Linked DNA regions of Canis lupus: region 2 is linked to region 1. The links are chromatin contacts, called in public Hi-C maps. All regions are on one chromosome and are shown on one strand. Each heading gives the region's core, a stretch centred on a gene start, on an enhancer-like site or on the middle of the called end of the contact. The rest is flanking DNA. Distances are from core to core; before and after follow the strand shown. Region 1 holds the start of TBC1D7 (TBC1 domain family member 7). Region 2 holds the start of GFOD1 (glucose-fructose oxidoreductase domain-containing protein 1).

Region 1 (3,103 bases), core at 247-2,746:
TAAGCTATCAAAGTAAAAAGCCACATGCTTCTCGTTGAGTTTCCCTTCAAACACAGTCCTATCAAATGCAATTACCCAAATCCAGAACCCACCAGAGAGGAGCAGCACCAAACTGCAAACCAGAAGAGGGGCAGGAGCGTAGCCTGTTCACAAGCGAGGCCACAAAGCTGGGGACAGAACAACGAACTTAAAATGTGGCATCAGCTCTCTGTGTGTCTCTCATGAATAAATAAAATCTTTAAAAAAAAAAAAAATGTGGCATCAGAACTCAAGACAATTCAGCGGCCTCAAGTTCCTTCACCATAAATGTTCCTAAGACTGAGGGCAAGTCAACAGGGAAAAGGTCAAATTAGGTTGGCCTTTTAAGCATAAAATGAATGTAATGGATTTTTCAGGAAGTACTGCACGCCTGACTGAAATACTTAAAATACCCATGCAAAAAAAAAAAAAAATACATATATATATACACACACATATATCACATATATGTATAATCCCCAAGTTTTAGAAATCCTGAGAAGCCTCCAGTGACCCGAGGATGGTTGTGTTCCAGCCAGCCACAGTCTTCCTTATTGAAAAAATATGTTCAGGGCAGCTCGGGTGGCTCAGCGGTTAGCGCCGCCTTCCACCCAGGGCGTGATCCCCGAGTCCCAGGATCGAGTCCCACGTCGGGCTCCCTGCGTGGAGCCTGCTTCTCCCTCTGCCTCTCTCTCTCTCTCAAATAAATAAATAAATAAATAAATAAATAAATAAATAAATAAATAAATAATAAATATTTTTTCAAAAAAAAAATAAAAAAGAAAAAAAGAGGCATATAATTAAAAAAAAAAAAAAAAAAAAAAGATATGCTCGCAGTCCCTTCAATTCCAGGAAGAGGAGGGATCATTTACCAATCAGAAATTCTCAAGGGTTCTGAGCTCTGGGGCCCAAATGTGTTTTTTTGTTTTGTTTTGTTGTTTTGTTTTTTTTTGAAAAAACAAAATTCCAAGGCACTAAAGCCGCTCGTGAGTTGGGGGATTCCTTTGGAAGCAGTATCCAAACAGCTGCAGGCGGATGAAACGCCATCCTCGGGGCAGCCCGGGTGGCTCAGCGGTCAGCGCCGCCTTCGGCCCAGGGCGTGACCCCGGGGTCCTGGGATCGAATCCCGCGCCGGGCATCCCTGCACGGAGCCTGCTTCTCCCTCTGCCTGTGTCTCTCATGAATAAACAAAATCTTTAAAACACAAAAAACAAGTAACAAGCCGCCATCCTCGGATTGCACTACAGCGGAATGCGGGTCCTGCGGGAGGAAACACTGCAAATGCGCCCCCGGCCCCGATGCAAACACACCCTGGTCCGAGGGCCCAGGCCCCCTCACTCCGCTTCACCTCCAGGAGAGGAAACCGCACCCGGCTTGGGACTAAGCGGTCCGGGGGCAGCCGCGCGACCCGAGGGCCGCGGACGACACCGACGCGCCCCGCGGCGACCCCCGCGCCCGGGAGGCCAGCGCCTCGCAGCCGCCGTCGCCGGACGTGACGTCAGCGCCCTGGGCGGGGCGGCGCCGAGAGTGGCAGCCCTCCAGAGCATGCGCAGAAGCTCCACGCGCCTGAGCGCCCTGGGTCCGAGGCTCGCGCTTCCGCGCCGCACGCGCCCCGGGCACCATCCTCTAGCTCCCCCCGCCCCCCACCCCGCTCTGGCCCGGAGAATCTCGCCGCCGCCTCGTCCCCTTGTGCGCGCTGTCCTGGCGGCCGGTGCTTGGGATGCTCTCTCCTCCAGGGCGGGGCGGCGGGGAGCTCCCCACCTGCAGGACACCTGGGAGCCTGGTGAGATGCTCCGCAGACAGGTGGCAGACTCCTGCTTTGGTTGTTTGTTTCCTTTTTAATTCTTTCGGTATGTGAAGACCAGCTGCATGAAAAATGCAAAGGGGGAAGCCCTGAGTGGCTCAGCGGCTCCGCGCCTGCCTTCAGCCCAGGGCGTGACCCCGGAGACCCGGGATCGAGTCCCCCAGGGGGCTCCCTGCATGGAGCCTGCTTCTCCCTCCTCCTGTGTCTGCCTCTCTCTCTCTCTCTCTCTGTCTCTCATGAAGAAATAAATAAAATCCTTTTTAAAAATGCAAAGGGAATTTATTCACAGCTCGCTGTGCAACAGAGCCACCCTCCCTTGAGTTTTCTCCAAGGCGGCGGAGGAGTGGAGATGGTTGATGGGGGGGGGGGGGGAGCGCGAGACTAGTTAGAGGGGGGCAACCTGGGTGATCCGAGCCTCCATCAGCCGTGTGTGGCTTTCTATGGTCCGAAGTTGGGACAAAAATCAGAGAAGCTGGCAGTTATTAATCAAATCCTGGCCACCTGGGGCCAAATGTTACTATCATTTATTGATTAGCTTCCTGGGCTTGTTCCTAAAGCTAGCAATCTGGCTTCCTTTAAGTCTGGCTCATAGCAGGCAGGCTTCCTAGGCTAGTTATTACAGATAGGCATTGGTTTTCTTTATTTTTTTAAATATTTTATTTATTTATTCATGAGAGACACAGAGACAGAGCGAGAGAGAGGCAGAGACACAGGCAGAGGGAGAAGCAGGCTCCACGCAGGGAGCCCGACGTGGGACTCGAACCCAGGTTTCCAGGGTCACGACCTGAGCCAAAGGCAAGCGCTAAACCGCTGAGCCCCCTCCCCTCACCCCCCCTACCACCACCACCACCACCACCACCACCACCACCACCACCACCACCACCACCACCACCACCACCACCACCACCCCAGGCTGCCCGGTGTTGGTTTTCTAGCTAGGTTGCTGCAGGTTGTGAGTCAGAGCTCTATTTTTTTTTAAGAAGTTGGTAGCTTCATTCTTTTTTTTTTTTTTCTTTATTTATTCATTATAGACATGAGAGAGAGAGAGAGAGAGGCAGAGACACAGGAGGAGAGAGAAGCAGGCTCCATGCCAGGAGCCCGACGTGGGACTGTGTAGGATCACGTCCTGGGCTGAAGGCAGGCGCTGAGCCACCTAGGAATCCCCCCAGAGCTCTATTTTTATATACGGTTGGACCACTGTATCTTCAGATTAAACACTATAATAGTAAATTAGGAAAATTGAAGGTTAAAAACAAGATATACTAAATGTAATCCCCAATT
Region 2 (3,199 bases), core at 655-3,154, 140 kb after region 1:
GCAGGCGCGCACGCAGCGGGCGGCCCCGGGCACCGCCGGGCGCTTAGTTCCCGCGCCCCGCGCCCCGCGCCCCGCATCCGATCCGCCTCCTCGGCCCCCGCGCCACGCACGTGGGAAGGCGCGTCCAGGTGGCGCCGGCGGAGAGCGGCGAGCCCGGCGGCGGGGGTGGGGGGGGCGGCGCGGAGGCCCCGCGAGCCTCGGGGGTGAAGAGGGGGCGAGAGCAGAAGAGCAGCAGGCGAGGGGAGAAGCCGGGGGGCGGAGGGGAGGGGGGGGTCGCTCACCCAGGGTTTTGACCGCGATCTGCCTGGTGAGGGGCGGCGGCAGGTTGATGCACACCAGGTCCACGTCCTGGTGCAGCAGCACCTCGTCAATGCGGCTGGTGTAGAAGGGGACGCTCATCTCCTTGGCCAGCTCCTCCGCTTCCTCCTGCGTGCGGCCCCACAGCGCCTTCACCGCGAAGCCCTCGTCTTTGAGCAGCGGGATGATGACACGGGCCGTGAGGCTGGTGCCGAACACGCCCACCCCGGGAAGCATGGCTGCTCCGGCCACGGGTCCTGCTCGGGCTCAGCTCCCCGGTCGCACACGCTCGCGCGCGCGCACACACTCACACACACACACACACACACACGCCCCTCGGGCCGCTCCTGCACCCGGCGCTCGCCGCGGGGCGCCCGCCACCCAGGGCCCGGCCAAGGCGCCCGGCTGCCGAGCGCGCCCCAGCCGCAGGCGGAGCAGCTCGGGCAGCCTCAGCGCGGCGTCTGCTGCAGTGTCCGCCACGCGGGGCCCTCGTCCCTCCCGGGGGCGGCGGCAGGGACCCCCCCGGGGCCCCGGCTCAGGCAGCGGCCCCGCCGCAGCGCCGGCCGGCTCCGCGAGCCCCGCCGAGGCCGCCCCATGGCCGGCTCATGCCCGCGCCCGCGCCCGCGCCCGCGCCCGCGCCGCCGCAGCCCGGGGCCCGCCGCCTCCCGCGGCTTCCCGCAGCCGGACAGTCGCACGCCCGAGTGGTCCGCCCCGCCGGGTCCCCCGACTGCCGCGCGCGCGCCCGGGGCTCGGAGCGCAAGAAGCGGGCGGCCAGCGGGAGGCCGGCTACGCGCGCGGTCCGCGGGGCGCCGGGACGCGGGTCTCGAGCTGCAGCGCGGCGCCGGCGGCCACGACCCGGCGCCGGCCTCATTCTGCTGCCATGTCCGCTCGCGGCGCGGCGCGGCGCGGCTCGGGCGGCCTCGGCCCCAGGCCGGCTCGGGCTCGGGCTCGGGCTCGGGCTCGGGCTCGGGCTCCGGCGGGGACGAGGGCGGAGTTGGGGACTTGGGCTGTCAGCAGCCGGGTGTCGCCGCCCCGCCCCCGCCCCGCCCCCGCCGCAGCGCCGCGCGCCATTGGCCGCCGCGCGCCGCCCCCGCCCCCGCCCCCGCCCCCGCCCCGCCGCCGGGGCTCCGGGTGCGCGCAGCGCGGGGCGCAGGAACCCGCCCGCCCCCGGCCCCCGGCCCCCCCCGCCCCCCGGCCCCGCCCCGCGCGCCGGCCGCCCCTCGGCGCCTTCCCTTTCTTCGCCCTCGCCTCCTCCTCCGCTCGCCGCCGCTTCCCACGCCGCGCCCCACGCGGCCCGGGCCAGTCGTCAGTCCCCGGGAAAGGGGCGGGCGGGCGACCCGGCCGGGAGGACCCGGGGGTGGGGGTGGGGGGGTCCCAGCGAGGTGTGCGCCCCCGAGCGGGAGCCTTTCCTGCGCGCCCAGAACCACCCCAAGGAAGCTTTCCGGGCATCCCCTCTCAATCCTTGCACCAACCTTAAGGTGATCGGAAACCCATTTAACTGACAATGTCATCGAGCCCAGGGGAGGGTAAGTGGCTCGCACAAGGTCACGCAGGAGGTGAGCCGCGCACCGACGCCGCCATCCAGGCTACGACGCGGAGTCCGGGCGCTGGGCTGGGGAGGCCCCCCTCCGAGAGAGCTCGCTCCAGGCCCGCGCCACCCCTCCCGCCCTGCGCCCAGCCTTGCTACCGAGCTCTGCCCTCCCCGTGAGGCCAGCGGCCCAGTGGACGCTACGGGAGGGGTCCCGGGGGGCTGCGGCACGCCTGTCCACGCCTGGGTTTCGAGATGGAGAGGACGCCCCGGCCAGAAGCTCCGCCAGTCCCTTGACCTCTGGCTTCGGCTTCTTTCGCCGCTTCCTCCCCCCCCCCCCCCCCCCCCCCCCCCGCACCCTCTGCTCCTTTGGAGGGAGCCCCCCCCCCCCCCCCCCCCCCGCTGAAGCCTGCCGGGCACCCGCCTGCGCGCATTTCCTGGGCACCGATCGCACTGACATGTAAGTAGTAAGCACTCAATAAACATTTGCTAAGTAAATAAATATTCACTGAATGTCCACTTTGTGCGCACTTGGTGCTGGGATCCGGGACCCAAAGCTGAATCGTACGGGGCCCGGCTTCCAGCTCCGAGTCTCTTGAGAGGTCAGGGGTCCTGGCATGTCCCTCTCCTGCCTTCGGCTCTCAGCTCCATGTGGCACAGGGTCGGCTTCGACACCGGAATGGAAAACGTGATACTTGCAAGCTTTTGAAACGACTTGTAACAACCGGCAATGAGGCCGGCGCCTCGTGTGTTGCAATGGGGGGAGGTGGCTGACCTCAGGGCGTTAGAAGAAAGGGACAGAGGACACTGAGTGCTCTGAGTGGCTGCCAGCGGCCTGGGAAGGTCTGAGACAAAAGGAGTATTGCCATCAGTACTGACAGGCTTCTTTTGAGCAGAGGTCTTGTAAGAAGCAAGGCAGGACCGCCTACGAGGGCAGAGGGTGCAGGCAATGGTGTCAGACACCAGGCACCCTCTAGGCACAAGAGGCCAGGCCATGTGTCAGCGATGGCAGCGGTTCATCTGGAGCAGGAGATGTGGAGCTGGGCACCGGGCTTGGAAGCAGAGCCAGAGCACCTGGGGTTGACTCTTGGCTCTGCCGTTATTAGCCATGGGACCTTAAGCAAAATACTTCCCCTTTTTGGTGCCACAGCTATATCTGTTAAGTCAGGGTAATAATGGCATAAACAAAGGATTTTCAAGGACTAGATGAGTTATTTTTATAAAGGCCTTAGAATAGTGTCTGGCACATAGTAAGCTCTAGATAAACGTTAAATAAATATGGAGAAGGGTCTGTTACCAACATCATTGCTCCATGTGAGAGCCAATTACATTGGCCAGGGCAGCAATATCTAGCCAGCAAGAGGTAGTTTGTGT

What was found. A called contact is a pair of places that touch in the nucleus more often than the background predicts.
Region 2: a Hi-C map of skin fibroblasts shows a contact between it and region 1, with 3 times the contacts expected there. The contact joins the promoter of GFOD1 here to the promoter of TBC1D7 in region 1. A contact is called at or near these places in 2 of 9 Hi-C or Micro-C datasets (amygdala and skin fibroblasts).

What each region holds. Positions count from the first base shown.
Region 1 is chr35:14,089,661-14,092,763 of UU_Cfam_GSD_1.0, forward strand. It overlaps TBC1D7 (TBC1 domain family member 7), which reads right to left and starts at 1,497. Exons shown (of 9, transcript XR_005384343.1): 1 at 1,329-1,497.
Region 2 is chr35:14,226,249-14,229,447 of UU_Cfam_GSD_1.0, forward strand. It overlaps GFOD1 (glucose-fructose oxidoreductase domain-containing protein 1), which reads right to left and starts at 1,905. Exons shown (of 2, transcript XM_038584197.1): 1 at 1,770-1,905.